Regions from separate parts of the Zea mays genome. Here region 2 is linked to region 1. Evidence: chromatin contacts called from public Hi-C data. All regions are on one chromosome and are shown on one strand. The core of a region is the stretch at or near the end of the contact, and the rest is flanking DNA. Distances in the headings are between cores, read along the strand shown.

What was found. A called contact is a pair of places that touch in the nucleus more often than the background predicts.
Region 2: a Hi-C map of ear shows a contact between it and region 1, with 2.9 times the contacts expected there. The contact joins two enhancer-like sites. A contact is called at or near these places in 2 of 25 Hi-C or Micro-C datasets (ear and leaf).

The regions. Positions count from the first base shown.
Region 1 is chr3:114,721,669-114,729,169 of Zm-B73-REFERENCE-NAM-5.0, reverse strand. No RefSeq gene overlaps it. Among protein-coding and RNA genes, the nearest start is that of LOC103650247, 30 kb to the right of the region's middle. Within about 2 kb of position 3,364, at least 15 of the 20 cell types and tissues checked have an H3K27ac peak or open chromatin away from gene starts, as enhancers often do. A contact at or near this core is called in ear and leaf, where this site is marked.
Region 2 is chr3:114,951,618-114,959,118 of Zm-B73-REFERENCE-NAM-5.0, reverse strand. LOC100279201 (Cytoplasmic tRNA 2-thiolation protein 2) reads left to right here. Exons shown (of 7, transcript NM_001152225.1): 6 at 1-370; 7 at 557-1,167. The coding sequence ends at 602. Among protein-coding and RNA genes, the nearest start is that of LOC100279201, 7.5 kb to the left of the region's middle. Within about 2 kb of position 2,903, at least 18 of the 20 cell types and tissues checked have an H3K27ac peak or open chromatin away from gene starts, as enhancers often do. A contact at or near this core is called in ear and leaf, where this site is marked.

The sequences.
Region 1 (7,501 bases), core at 2,115-4,614:
CTGATACCAATTGAGAGTACCTAGGGGTGAATAGGTGATCCTGTAAAATTCAACACTAAATAACCCAAACTTGGTTATGAAATGTTAGCACGATTAAAACCAAGTTGCTAAAGCGAGAACTTTAGAAGAAAACCAATCACAATGAAAAGAGACACGAGAAATAGTGATTTTTATCATGTGGTTCGGCCAATGCCTACTCCACGTTGTGGTGACCTCCTTCGGTCAAGGATTGCACTCAATCCCTCTCGAGTGATCCAATGATCAACCTTGAGTACCACAGTTTTCTTCCTTTTTAGTCTTTTCCCGTTTACGAGGAATCTTCACAAGTTGGAGCCTCTCGCCCTTACAATGTTGATCACAATAAAGCACAAGAGTAAGGGAGGGAAAGAAACACACGGAAGAACTAGAATCACAGCAATCCCACGCACACAAGTCAAGAGATGAGCACACAAACACGACGTAGAGAGTTCATGACTCAAGAAGTGCTCAAATCTCAAACACGATGATCCGAATGCGTGTTTGCGGAGTTTAGGTGTCTTAGAATGTTCAATGGAGGCTTGGTGTAGTGCTCCATACACCTAGGAGTCCCTTTTATAGCCCCAAGGCAACTAGAAGCCGTTGGAACTCCATTTGGCAGGCAATTCTTGCCTTCTGTTCGTCGGTGCACCGGACTGTCCGGTGGCGCACCGGACAGTGAACAGTACGAGCACAGTACATGACAGAGAGTCCCCTGATTGGCTGATTTCCTTTTCTGTGCGGCACCGGACCGTCCGGTGCACCAAGTGACCGTTGGCTCCCCTCGACGTGGCAGATAGCCATTGCACGGCTGGAGCACCGGACTGTCCGGCACCTAGCGGACTGTCCGATGAATTATAGCCGATGTAGCTAAGGAAAAACCCGAGAGCACAGAGTTGCGTAGACCGTGCATCGAACTGTCCGGTGAGTGGCGCCGGACCGTCCGGTGCTGCGCTGTCAACACCTTTTTCTTCGTTTCTTTGTTTGTTTTCCTCTGACTCTTCTGGCCTTATTTAGTTGGGTCCTGGCACTTGGACAAGAGTGTTTAGCATATAAAACTATTGATAAAACGTTTAGATCTTACCTTTATTCTTTATTTGTATCTCTTTAATACTTGGCACACATCACTTCAATACAATGTGTGTTGGGCATCTAATCACCAAAATATTTATAGAAATGACCCAAGGGCACATTTCCCTTTTAGTGGTCTACGTCGATGTTGACTAGACTGGTTGTCCAGGTACGTGACAGTCCACTTACGCTTATGTCGTGTTCTTGGGCGCCAACCTCATCTCCTGGGCTGCCAAGCGGCAGCCCGTCGTCTCTCGCATCAGCGCAGAGGCTGAGTACCTCGCTGTGGTCAACGACGTGGCAGAGGCCTACAGGTTGCGCCAGCTTCTCTAGGAGCGACACACTCGTCTGCTGCGATAACGTCAGCACGGTCTACCTCTCCACCAATCTTGTGCAGCATCAGCGTACGATGCACGTGGAGATCGACCTGCACTTCATCCGCGAGCGTGTCACTACAGGTGACGTTCGGGTTCTCAGCGTCCACACCACGCTGCAGTTCACTGACATATTCACCAATGAGTTGTCGTCGAGTATATTCATCGATTTTTAATCCAGCCTCAACATCTGTACATGATAGAGTTGAAACTGCGGGGGTGTGTTAGAGTACCTGTTTAGGGTTTTGGGGTTAGCCCCTTGAAATTACAGTAATACTACCCTTGTGTAATGGGCTATGCCCAACAATCTGTGGCTATTAATACAATTTCGAACCCTGAGTTAGGGTTAGAATTTCCCCTACAACACTTGAATGTATTGTGACCGTCAGTAGTTTAAAAAAACAACTCAGATCATACAAGATTTTCGCCATGTGATAAATCGATGACTCTAGAAATGAATCTTAAACTTACTGAAAATCTCTAGTTTCCAGTGGTTTTATTGCGTACGTGTATGATTCTACATCTTGACATGGGACGCACCAGGTTGAATCTGAATGGCATACATGAAACTGAAGGGGATATTTTAGAATGATCGAGGTATGGCAGCTGGAGTCTGTACAGCTGTGCCTGTGAGTATCCCTGTAAACCGAAAGCCTGTGAGCATGCATGAGCACCAACAGCAGGGGCGTGGCCCTGGTTGCCCACTATGCATGCATGAGGCGGAGGGTTGGGGGTCTTGGGGATGTGGTCTAAAGACTAGGGAACAAGCCTGCACAAAGACAAAGAGGCCAGCACAAATACGTCTTCCCATGCAATCGCATGAAGACAACAGAGTCGCGCACACACACATACAAAACCCACGCACAGATCCTGATGTGGTCAAGGAAACACATGCTTTGTTTTGTATCGCGTGTCTTGGTTTTTGCGTGGAGGCAGGCAGAGGCACTGCTTGTGAACGCGCGCGATGAGCTGTCGTCGTCTCTCCTTGCATTGCACTGGGTGCCAATGGCGAGGGCCATGGCGTGCGGTGTCATATGCATGCAGCTATTGACATGTCATATACTCATATAATCGTGTTTTAATACAATAGAGCTAATAATTAACTGTTAAAATTAGCTAAAAACATTCAAACAGATTAGCTAATAGTTCGACTATTAGCTACTTTTAGTAAATTAGCTACTAGTTAGCTAGCTAATTATATTAGCAATTTTTTAGGCAACTAGCTATAGTGCATTCAAATATCCCCTCTATCTAAGCATCCAGTATAGAGTTTACGCCAGTGAATGGAACAGGAATATTTTTAAGAACTAGTTTAGAAACTACATTTTACCAAGTGATTTATATTTTTTCAAGGGAAAATGAACTAATTTCTCTTGAGAAAATGAAAATTTAATGGAAAATTGGGGTTTCCAAACTAGCCCTAATCACGTACTTATCTCCTCCAAAAGATCATGATGGGGAGAAAATGAGCTCATCTGAACCAAAACCAGCTCCAGGTGATTAGGCTGACTGAGAATTATTCCAGCGTGGCTGCAGCATCATACACTAATGCACCACACCGACCATACCGCAGAGTGAGAGAGAGATGAGATGAGACGTGTGTCCCCGTCTGCTGCTGGTGAAATATTGTGAGCGCATTATCTGAGTAGGCCGTGGCGTTGCCGGCTGCCGGCCTGCGTGCTGCGTCTCCCGATCTGGTCACAGCTGGTCTGGTCAACCTCGAGATCGGCTACTGCAGCACACGCAGCCTGCCCTACAAACCTCTCTCCTCGCCATCCCTTCTCCAAGCAAAAGCAGGACTGCACGCATGCAGGAGCATCAGAAGCAGTGCCACACCACACGCCAAATCAACATATATCGTCAGATTCAAGCACGCATGGGCTCCTCGTCCTCGCGCTCGCCACTCCTCAGGCCTGCTCTCCATGGGCTGCAACTACAACCATTTGTCAGCCCAGGAACGGATGGATGGTAGGCTCATCTCAACCTAAGAAGGGATGAATTTATTGTTGAATCAATCTCATCTGACTCGGTCAGAGTGACATGACATGCCATGCCATACTTGCGCTCTAATGGCTGTGACAGGATCACAGGAGGAAGGGTCGCCCGAGGAGAGAGTTGAGGGTCAGGGAGTGGGAGTGGAAATGGTTTGGGGTTTTCGTGCCTTAGGTAGATTTTTTTGCCTTTTTAACTTGACGAGAAGGAATTATGACCGTCTAATCTATGCTATACTTAGCGTGAAATGTTAAAAATCGGCGTGAGATAACCACACCATGATAAGAAAGGTGGAAGACACTAGACGAAGCTACACCAGAAGATCATCATGCTCAGGTGTTTATAATATTGAATATAAATTTTACATATGTATATATGATTTTTTTAAAATAAAAAAATAATCGTGTCGGGCTGGATCAGCACTACGGGCCGAGGCTACAGCCCAAGCATCGCACGACGCTCATGTCGGGTTGGCCCAGGCACTATTAAATGGGTCGTGTCTCGGCTCGTCTCGCCAGACACGGTTCATTTGGCCATATATACTTTCTGCACGATAATGATGGTCCTCAGTTGTCACCACCTCGTTCGTCATTCTACTTCTTTTCTCTCTCCCCTCGTGACTCTACCTGCGCGCCACCCCATTCTCGGCAGAGGGCGTAGGAGCATGCGCCTCCTCCCCGTATTCGTCCGACACCAGCCCCGATATCGACTCACGCAGTGGCTATTGCACATCCACGAGGACGTTTCACATCATGTGCGTATCATCGTTTTCGCCGTCGTCGGACGTACTGTCCGTCTTCCCGACCTTCGCCATTTTCTTCCTCCCCAACCTGCTGCCCCTGCCCACGGTCGCAGCGCGAGCCGACCGACGCTCATCGACGTGGGTGTGGGGCGAGTCGGTCATGCTCCTGGCCTTTCTCTATGCGTGCCGTCAAGGAGGACATGATGGTGCCTGGCACACTTAGGTTATCTTGGCGAGAGGAGTCCAGGTCTGAGATATTAGACAACCAAGGCCCGTAGCGTGGCATAAGTCGGCATATATGCTACAGAGTTGGTGGTGGTGTTGTGTCGCTTCGGCGGGTCCAGGGCTGGAAAGACACTCACATTCTCTCGCCCTTCTCGGATTGACACCTGGTGCAGGCGCCTCTCGGTTTGGAGTTGCTTCGGTTGGGCTTCTTTCTCCGCTTGTGTGCTCTCTCTCTCTCTATCTTAGAAGTATACTACCTATGTCGCCTCTAGATGCACTGTCTTTTTGTCGTGTCCTTTTCCGGCAACGAATATGTATGTTCGCATCTTCCCTTTCCCTTCTGCTCTACGAAACCTTGGAAGTGGGGAGGCGTGGGATGGGGGTTTCTGATTTGCTACCTATGGTACCTGTGCGTTCATAAAAAATATTACAATCAATAAAAAAATTGAGATTTTTTGCTAGATAATTTACGTGGATATTGTTATGAGCCGTCGCAAGGTAACCGACTATATGATCCTACGAGTGAGAGTGCGATAGGGCTAACTGTGTTGCTTTTAGCTTAAGCGGGTGCGGTCTTTCCCTACGACCTAGGACATGGTCCACGTGGAATTTGGTAGGCCGATCGTGTGGGCTGCATGGGCTGATTTTTAGACGAAGAACAACGAAACACAATCTATACTACTTATTAAGACTCTAAGGGTAGCCTGCCTTTTCTTGTTCTGCCATCCGTGAATCTGGACCGTTCGCTTCATCCAGGGCGATCCGACCCGTTCTGCCTCCCAACCGTGGACGTACATCCTCGCGCCAAAAAATACATCTTAGTGCGGCACCAGAGGAATTAGTCTGAGCAACAAACAATCCACACCAACCTTTATAAGCCACGTTTGATCTGTCTCAGTGGCCGGTATGGTACTAATCAAATAAATCCCATAACAGTGCCTGCGTGCAGCCCAGTGGTTCGTGTGGCCCAACCGTTGGTGCGGCCCATTGTGCAGCCCAGCCTACAGCGCCTGTCATCCTCTTCGGCAGCCCTAAACCCTCTACCTCCACGACGGCGCGCCGCACGCAGAGATTTGCCCACGTCCTCAATCTGCCTCCACGACGGCGCGCCGCACCACGACTTCAATCTCCTCCCCCACGACCTCAACCGCTCTGCCAGAGTCAACACCGTCCAGCTCCGGTCACCGGTTCATGGCGGCGGCAGCGGTACTCCTTCGGCAGGCAAAGGAGCAAAGTTGGAGGCGACGAGGGTCCAGATCCGGCCGCCGGTGGGCTCCATCCGGGGTTTGGAAGCGCCACCGGTCCAGATGGCGCAGCTGATGGCCTCGACCCTGGCGGAGAAGGGGAGGCCGGCCCTGGCCCCGGCCCCTGTCTCGACCTCGACGGTGGAGCAAGTACCTGCATGCCGAGGGACACAGCGCGCTCGACAGGGGCAGGTGGAGGCCGCGGCCGCGGACCCGGCAGTGGAGGCGCCGCGCGCCACGAAGGGGCGAAAGCCGCCATCGCTGGCGGCGGAGGGGCACGCCGCGGCGGGTCGCCCGTCCGCCTTGCTCCCGATGCTGGAGGAGCTGCGCGCCACGACGGAGCAGACGCGCGTGCATCTGGTGGAGGCACGTGCCCACGTACAGCTCGACGGCGCAGGCAACCCCGATGACGCACTCTAGCATCTCGACACGGGTGCGACCAACCACATGACCGGGTCGCGCGCCGTCTTCTCCGACATCGACGAACACGTCACCGGCACCGTCAGGTTCGGTGATGGATCCCTCGTCAACATTGAAGGGCGGGGGACGGTCCTATTCTCGTGCAAGACCGGTGAGCACCGGCAGCTCGCTGGAGTCTACTTAATCCCACGCCTCGACATCAACCTCATCAGCGTCGGGCAGTTGGACGAGGATGGGTACGACATCCATGTCGATAAGGGGGTCATGCGGATCCGCGACGAACGCCGACGCCTCCTTGCTCGAGTGCGTCGCTCCCCCAACCGGCTCTACTCGATCCGACTCAACATCACGCACCCTGTGTGCCTTACTGCTCGGCGCGTGGACACGGCGTGGCGGTGGCATGAGCGCTTCGGGCATATCACGCTCCATCGCTCCTCATGGTGATGCCGCCGAGGGAACCGCAACGACTACAACGAAGCCGTCCGCGATGCCGTCAGTGGTTGCCCACATAGGGGCATGCTCCACCATGCGCGCACCTTGCCCTGCACACCGGCGGACACACCCTGCGGCTGCCCACACAAGGGTGAGTCCGTCGCTGCTCATACACGCGACGAATGCACAATCCCGATGAGTTCTTGGAACCCGATCTGCTTCTTCTTGATTCATGATTTGTTGTTGGTTCTTGTTCCTCCAAGCTACTACGAGTGCGCTTCCACACTCGGCACAGTGGGAGCTCTCATGGCAGTAGACGTTGTGCGACTCCGGACTCGGCGTAGACGGCCCACGAGGAGGTTTGTTTCTCCCCCTATTTTTGGTTTGTTTCCCCCATTTTTGGTAGTAGCATCATGTTAGTTTTCACACACCACCCTCCCCCCTCTCATGATTTGCTGTTGGCAGCTGCTAATGGCGGAGGCTGAGCGCCGCCATGGATCTGACACAGTGTGGAATGGGGAGGAGCCGAAGTGGAGATTGGATCAAAGTGGACTGGGCAGGAGCCAAGCAAATCGTGAGTATTTTTGTTTAGTATTTGGATCCCTGTATTCCCTCCCTGTTGTGCAAATTAAGCACGTGAACCCTAAATTTAGCTTTTTTGTATTCTGTTGGCTCATCATTCCAAGAAGATTTACCTGACTGCCTATGCTATTTTTCATTACTTAGTTTGTATTTAAAATTTTAGAATATGAGAAAGGTTTTTTGAAACTCACTATTTCGATTGAAGATACTTTTGACTAGGTGTCCAGGACGACTGGGTTCGCTATGCTAAGATGACTGAAGAAATTGGAGAGCAACTACATATTGTCGGTGATGACCTTGTCACTAATCCCACTGTTAGAACATTGTTTTCTTTCCTTCTAAAATAGAAGTTAAAATTCCAGTTTGGTTGTTGCAATACCCTTATGTCAGCTGCTTTTAATATA
Region 2 (7,501 bases), core at 1,654-4,153, 230 kb before region 1:
CCATTTTAAGAACTGCTCAAAAGCTTAAGCCATTCTCGTTTAACAAGTTCTCAGCAAACGGCTACCATGATTTCCTGCCATCGCGGCTTCGTCCCAAGTTTCAGAACATTGATGCCAACGAGTGTACTTTCTCTGAGATTCTTTGCCTAATATGTGGAAGCCCGTTCAGTGAATCAGAGCTCCTGAATTTGGAAAACACAAAGCTCAAGGCTCAGAAGAAAATTGATCTTTATACTGCCCATTGTTGTCAAAGTTGCCATTTCCAGATTCTCCCAGCAGCTACAGATATGTATGGACATTTCTTTTCGCTACTACCGAAGTTTTGGACTGAGAAAGTGGACGCTGCATCTGCCAGCCATAGCTCACTAAGGTGAGTCTGATGTATCTTTGTTTACGGGCTGCCTCATTGTCTGGTATTTTTAGTGCATGTTATCAGTGGTTTACTAAGGCAAACATGATGGGTGTATTTCTGTATGTTGGGCACTCTATTCATTTACTAATATCATGTTCTGTCCATTCTTTCAAGTGCACTGATATGGTGAAGTGTTTATTTCAGAGATCAGATAGCGGACTACCTGCTGGATGAAGATGATGGAAACTGACTTTATTCTCTGGTTTCGTGACATAATTTCATGGAGTCAAATGTTTAACTCACATGGAATTCCCGAATGCCTGTCTGTACTGACATGTTTTGTTTGTTGTACTATAAGACATCGCATTCTAATTGGGCCTCACACAGGCATATGCCAAACTTATGGATAACAGTGTTTCTTCTTTTTTTGTTTCTGACAAAACCAGTATCACTAGCATGACACTGCTACTGGTATTCTTCAACTCATCTGGGATCTGTATAGTGGTGAGGCAAACCATCACTAGCCAGCAAGTTTCCACTGATTTTACAGAGACAGCACGGGTTGGAGAGCTGAACGTTTCCCACTTAAAATGTGATTTCATATGAACTGGTCTCATCTCCTGTGCTGTGCGAGCTATTCTGCCAGCAAACATTGTAACAAGATGAATTTATCCGGTGGTTTGGACAATTCGTTTTCTCTACAAATTCTGTACGAACTGTGGTTACACTCAGTTACCCTGTTGTATTCGACTCGAAGATACTTTGGGGATGTTGTGCAGACAAGCGCTGCATCTTTCAGCCTGTTCGTTGTTTTTAATTCGTATCGGCTCCTACTGTTTCTATAGTGTATTTATCTCTATGATTACAGTTGCAGCAGTCTAAACAGTCCGATTTAATCTGAAGCGGACATCCTTGCTCCTTGTAGCGCTGAAGGGATGCACAACCTATTATTGCCAATGCAAAATGGCAAAGCATGTGCACATGACACATCACATACAGATGTACAATACCCAAGCAGTTGCAGGAAATAAAACGGTAGTGTCACTGCAGATAAGTGGTCCCTTGCATTTTTTTTGCTTTCTGCAACTATCTTGTCAACTTTCTTTTTAATTACATTATCATGCAACTTTATATTCCATCCCTATGAGTACAGTAAGTCATTTTATACTATGCTCTCCATTTTAGTGCATTGTACCAGGCTACCACGTTAGGCTTTGTTCGGTTATTCCTATCACATGTGGATTGGAAGAGATTGAAAAAAAATATAAAAGATTTTGACTCCTTGTTTGATTATTCTAGTTTCATGTGGATTGTAGTTTATTGGAATGTATTGAGATGAATTTTGATTTGCTATGGATTTAAACCGACTCAATATCATCCAATCCACATGAATTAAGGGTAAAACGAACAAGCCTTTATTTAGGATTTAAACCTACTCAATTTTATCCAATCCATATGGATTAAGAGCAAAACGAACAATCCATTACAGCTGTATCGGAGTGGAACCTCTCTTGTGAAATGCATCGCATGCGTGCTTGCAGCCATGTGCACTTGTCAGTGTTGCTGAGCCCATACTCTGGTCAAACATTGGGAACCTGTATCATATAAGTAATTAATTGGGTTAAAGCTTGTAAAGGTTAGACCTTTTGGTTAGCCACTTTAATCTGATTGGGTTGGCATAAAGCCTGACCAGTGATATTAGCCAACGTGCAAGGGCTTATCCAGCTTTTCCATCAACGATGGCAACACAAATGCATACAAAGACACCCCCCTCCCAAGGACCTACAGGGCCTTTTCATTTTTTTTTACAGTTGGAACAAGACTTGTAGAACCGACTACCCGGCCAGTTGATAGCTGATGTTGATGGATTCTGGCCGAGCTTGACAGTATTTTCAAATGTTCATCGCTGTTCAATCATTAGAGCATGAGAATAAACAATGCGGATATCGATTAAGGGTCCAGTAAAATGGTCCATAAATCTCTGAGGGAATGCTTTGGCCTCCTTACTGCCGCTCAAGGAACTCGTCCTTCAAAAATCTCTGGACCTTTGCAGCATGGGGGGTTGGCTGGCAGGCACTCTGTTGAGGCCTGAGCTATCCAATCAACCCATTTCTTGAGGTATTGTTGTCCATGACATTGCAGTTGAGTGGTACTGCGTGTGCCAGCATCATCAACAATTGCTTTGTCTCGGGGGGTCTGGGCAGCAACCAGCAAGACTCCCCCCCCCCCCCCCCCCCCCCCCCCCCCAAATAGGCCTGGAAACAAAAGGTAAAAAACACATAGGGCTACCAGATATTGCTCCTTCTACTAGACTACTGCCTAGATTTTTCATGTCGTACTTGACACCATAGCATCATGGGTGTTTAAAAAGGCTAATCTAAGCAAATGCTACAACTAGCATGTTCAAGTTTGGCACTTGTAGAGTTTAGTGCCACTGTGTGTGTGTGACTTTTTAGTGTGTGTTTTTAGTGGACAAGGCCTCCACCCACACAGTGCTCACTTTAGCTTGCTTCATTGTAACAAGCAAAGGCCCACTGTGTCCCCTAGTGATTGGCACAGCTCCCTGCTGTCATTGGAATATGGGGATGGGGACAAGAAGCCAAGGACCCCTTGTGACATTGACATGACCAAACCTGGGTTTTTTTTGGTGTGTTCATTTTATTACCATATCGTGCTTTGATCCAAAAGCTTGAGGCATTGGTTAAAGAAAACATTGTTGTGTGTGGGCTGGGGGGTCTGCTAGTGGCGTAGTAGATAGCAGCATCAGTGCAGCTTCTGCACCTTGCTTCATCAAAGTGGTTTTGGGTGCAGACATGGAAGACCTATGCTCTCTGGATATGGTTTACTTTACTTGCTAGTTGGTGCTGTTTATCGTTTCATCTGCATTAGGTTTTGCCTAATACTGGTAGCTTGGAAGACTAATGAGGTTCTTGTGAGTCAACACTTGTGGCTTGATCCTAGAACTATTTTTTTTTGAATAGTAGGAGTAGGAGGGATACAACATGGCCTTTCTGGCTCTGTCTCTCTCTGTCTCTAGTGTGGGGGCTGGGGAGCCTGAATCCAGGGCTGGCTATGCAGGACCCTGTAGCAAACATGACAAGATGTGTCCTGGGTTACTGATTTGTGACACATACCTGCTTGCTTGCGATCCATAAATGCATAGCGGTGGCTGGTTTGTACAGTTCGTGTCATTGCTGTGCACGGTGTCTCGTACAACCTTCAATGCAGCGTGCTGTGTGCTGGTTCCACATGCAGGACCGTCGTCGGTCACAGTGGATCAACGCCGCGGCAGCAGCAGCAGCAGTGGACTGAAACACGACTGATTGATTCTTGGTGGTCTCTCAATCAACTGCAAACTGATGCATCCTGAAACAAAACTCCTCTGGACTGTTCACTGTTCCTGGTTGGTTTCTGCTGTGGTTCGCCAGGACAAGAGAAGCGCGGCCAAAGCAAAGGATTCAGGTCAGGTCTCGAGCTCCTGATGAACCTCATATCTCATGCAATGCGCCCTTCGTTTTCAGGCGCGAGTTCCCGCTCGTCTTGTTGCCTGGATCGATCACCAAACGCGGCGGTGGTCCATGCATCCCAGTGGACCGGATCTCCGGCCAAATCTTGGCACCTTCCCTGGCGTATTTTTATGCGCGTAGACACTGGCCCTTGAATCATGCGTTCTGCTCGCTGCCTGCCTACCATTTTTTTTTGCGTCCTCAGCTCCTGTCATGTGACCTCACATATGTATGTATGTATGTATCTATCTATCTATTTATCTATATATGATTATCATATATGTCTCATGCATTCCCCCACTATTAATTACTTGTGGATGTAGCAGACTGCAGACAGCGACTTGTGCAGACAGCTTGCCCTAGTTCACGAGCATGGAAACATATGTAAGTACTCCTATGAATGATGCAGAGATGGACATCTTCAATCTTCATAAAATGGCTCATCGTTTTTTTCAGTCACATGGTATTTCACCATTTTTCAGCTAAAGTGGTTCAGCTCATTTTTCACAAGGTTTGGACGTAGTTAATACTACTAGACCGCATGCAAAAGTGCTGCTGAGAGCCTGAGATGATAAAGTTTCTGAACGTGATGTGGGGGTTTGTGACATTGTGTGGTGTGGCAAGATGCTATGGATTAGCCTCATGATTCCTGAGCAGATACCACGCTGTGGCTGTATTGTGTCTCTGCCCGCTGCCAGATGCCTTTGCTTTCTGGATTTGTGGCCGCCGGGCCCACGCGGGTTAGTGCCCAAACTGGGTGATTTGTCGCACCGCCCTTCTTTTTATTTTCTTTTGGACGTATTAATTAAGAATTATTTTCGGATGGATAGTGCCGGGCGGTAGCTAAGATTGACGATTTGGCCATGAACCAATCCACCCTTTTCTTCTAGATACTATGTACTCCCTTTGTTTCAAAATAGTATTTTTTAAACTTTAGTTTTATGTCTATATTCACATGAATGATAATAAATCTAAATATATCTATAAAACAAATACATCAAATATTATATGAATTTATTAAAAATTCTAAAATAAATTTTAATTTGAGAAAGAGAGAATACTAGTAATAAAAATGGTAAAGAGCTTGCAGCTTGCTTTTTCACACACTAGGTAGTGTAGATGCTAGAGTTTTCTTGCGAGGTTGAGACTCTTTATTTAAGGAAAAAATATTTCATAACTAACCATGCCATGTTAGGGCTTGTTCGGTTAACTCTCAATCCATGTGGATTGAGTGGGATTGGATGGGTTTAAATCCCAAACAAGTTAAACTTCTTCTCAATTTTTTCCAATCCCATCCAATCCATGTGTATTGGGAATAACCGAACAAGCCCTTAGCTGGAACTATTGGATTATTATTTTTACTTGATCTTTCTCCTATTTGAAATGAGTTCAAATGCACACCGTTGTATGTTAAACCCATAAATCTTACATGTGTGAACCTTCTATGTGAAAGCCGAAGTCAGACTTATTTAGGCCTGTCATCAGGGTCGTGCCTGAGATTTCGGAGGTCCTGGGTGCAATATATGGGGCCCTTTTGACCATAAATGTAGCCTATGTTATATTGGATGTTTGAATAATTTTATAAATATTAAATATAATCTAATTATAAAACTAATTGTATAGTTAAAGACTAAGTGACAAAACAAATTTATTAAGTATAACTAATCAATGATCAGCAAATGTTTACTGTAGCATCATATGAGCAAATCATGAACCAATTAGATTTAATAGGTCTGTCTTATCGTTTAGTTCCTATGTGTGCAATTACTTTTATAATTAGACTATATTTCATAATTCTCACTAACATCCAAACATCTGATGTGACATGGACTAAAATTTAGTTCTAGGAACGAAACGGGACCTATATATATGTGCATTTGTATAATTATAAACACATATTTTGATGGACCTAATGGTAAACGCTATTAACTAGCTCTTGTTGTCACACCCGGATTTAAGGAACAAAGCCGGGTGCGTCTCATATGTGCGTCAAGGAAGAACAACACATATAATAACAGAGTGCTTAGCGATAAATGTCATAAATATCATAAATGTACTTATTATCTAGCGGAAGTCTTACAAAATAAATGATAAATATAAAACAAACTAATTATTATTTCTTTGGCGCCACAAAGCTGACTGGGAGACGCCACCTAGATCAAATCGAACTCCTCAATATGCGGCTCCTCTTCGGCCACCAGTTTTTCTCCTGTGAGGGGGGTGTGAGACAGCAAGGGTGAGCTCACACATGTTCATCGCTCAACAAGTTGTGGGAAATCATGTGTATGAACTCACCAAAGGTGGGAGTTCATGTGAAGTGTAAGGTTGATCAATAAAATAAAGGCTGAAGCTGAGCATTGCTTTTATATGTTGGTCAAAATTTTATTAACAATTACTAAGTGTAAGTAAATACCAAACCACAGTAATAAAAGTAATAATAAAATAATCCCGATGCGATGCAAATGATAAATTGAATTTAATTACATAAATTAATCATGTGAGTGTCCGAGCTGCTCATGACCGTGAACACGGCTAGTATACCAGTTTTACACTATGCAGACCCCATACACCTCTACCAAGGAAGCGAGGCAGGGTACCACTACGAGGCCTTTACGCTGCGTAATGAGATTATAGGAACAAGAACCACTAAATTTGGAGTTATATTTATTTAGTTATGAATTTATGAAGTTATTAAGTACTTGGAATAGCATAACTAATGTGAATAATTTTAGTTCAAGTTTCATGGCCAAACAAAGTTACTAAGTGATAAACAATATTAAAACAAAATTAATGTCTCTGGAATGACTCAATTTGGAGTTAAAATGAATTTAATATGAATTATATAAGTTTCTGGAATTATTTTTGTATTAAAAATCAATTTCTAATATTATTTCTCTGGTTTTTACTATTCTCTGGACTGCGCGTCAAATCCCGAGAAGCGCAGGGTTTGTAGCGCAAAATACTCTAGACACATGTTACTGTTACGGTGGACGACGAGTTTATATTGAAATTTGCTAGGGGCCCTGTTGGGAACTTGTTCTCAAATGCTATGAATTAAGAACAAGGCAACACAAAATGTTAAATGTTATGTACTTCGTCCTTCGAAGCATTATTTCCCTTAGGATATAACGATCTTCAGACGAAGGTTATGAAGGGCATACCTTCATAAATATGACATGTATAACCAAAGGATGAAGCTTATAGAAGACATGAAAATAATATAAATAATAATTTAACAGCATAAACATTCATTATTGAACCAATCTTGAATACATGAAAATAATATCAAATTACATTTGTACCTTGAGCTTGACAGAAGACCAAGGCTAGAGTCAGATGCCCAAAAGCGTGAACAGTACGGGGTACTGTTCATCTATTTATAGGCACAGGACGTAGCCTGTGAGAAATTACATTCACGCCCTTTACAAATGGTTACAATCATAACACAGGTTATCATGGGCCAGTTGGTCATTTCATCTTTAAGTCGGTGTATCGGGAGATATGCTACGAAGCTCCCTGACTGGTAGCTTCGGTATTGTGTTCTGGCCTTCCGGAGGTGTTTCTTCTCTCAAGACCTTCGGCGACGAAGCAGCCCCCCAACAGTAGCCCCTTCACGGTGCTAGGTTGTTTTTCGTAACGAGCT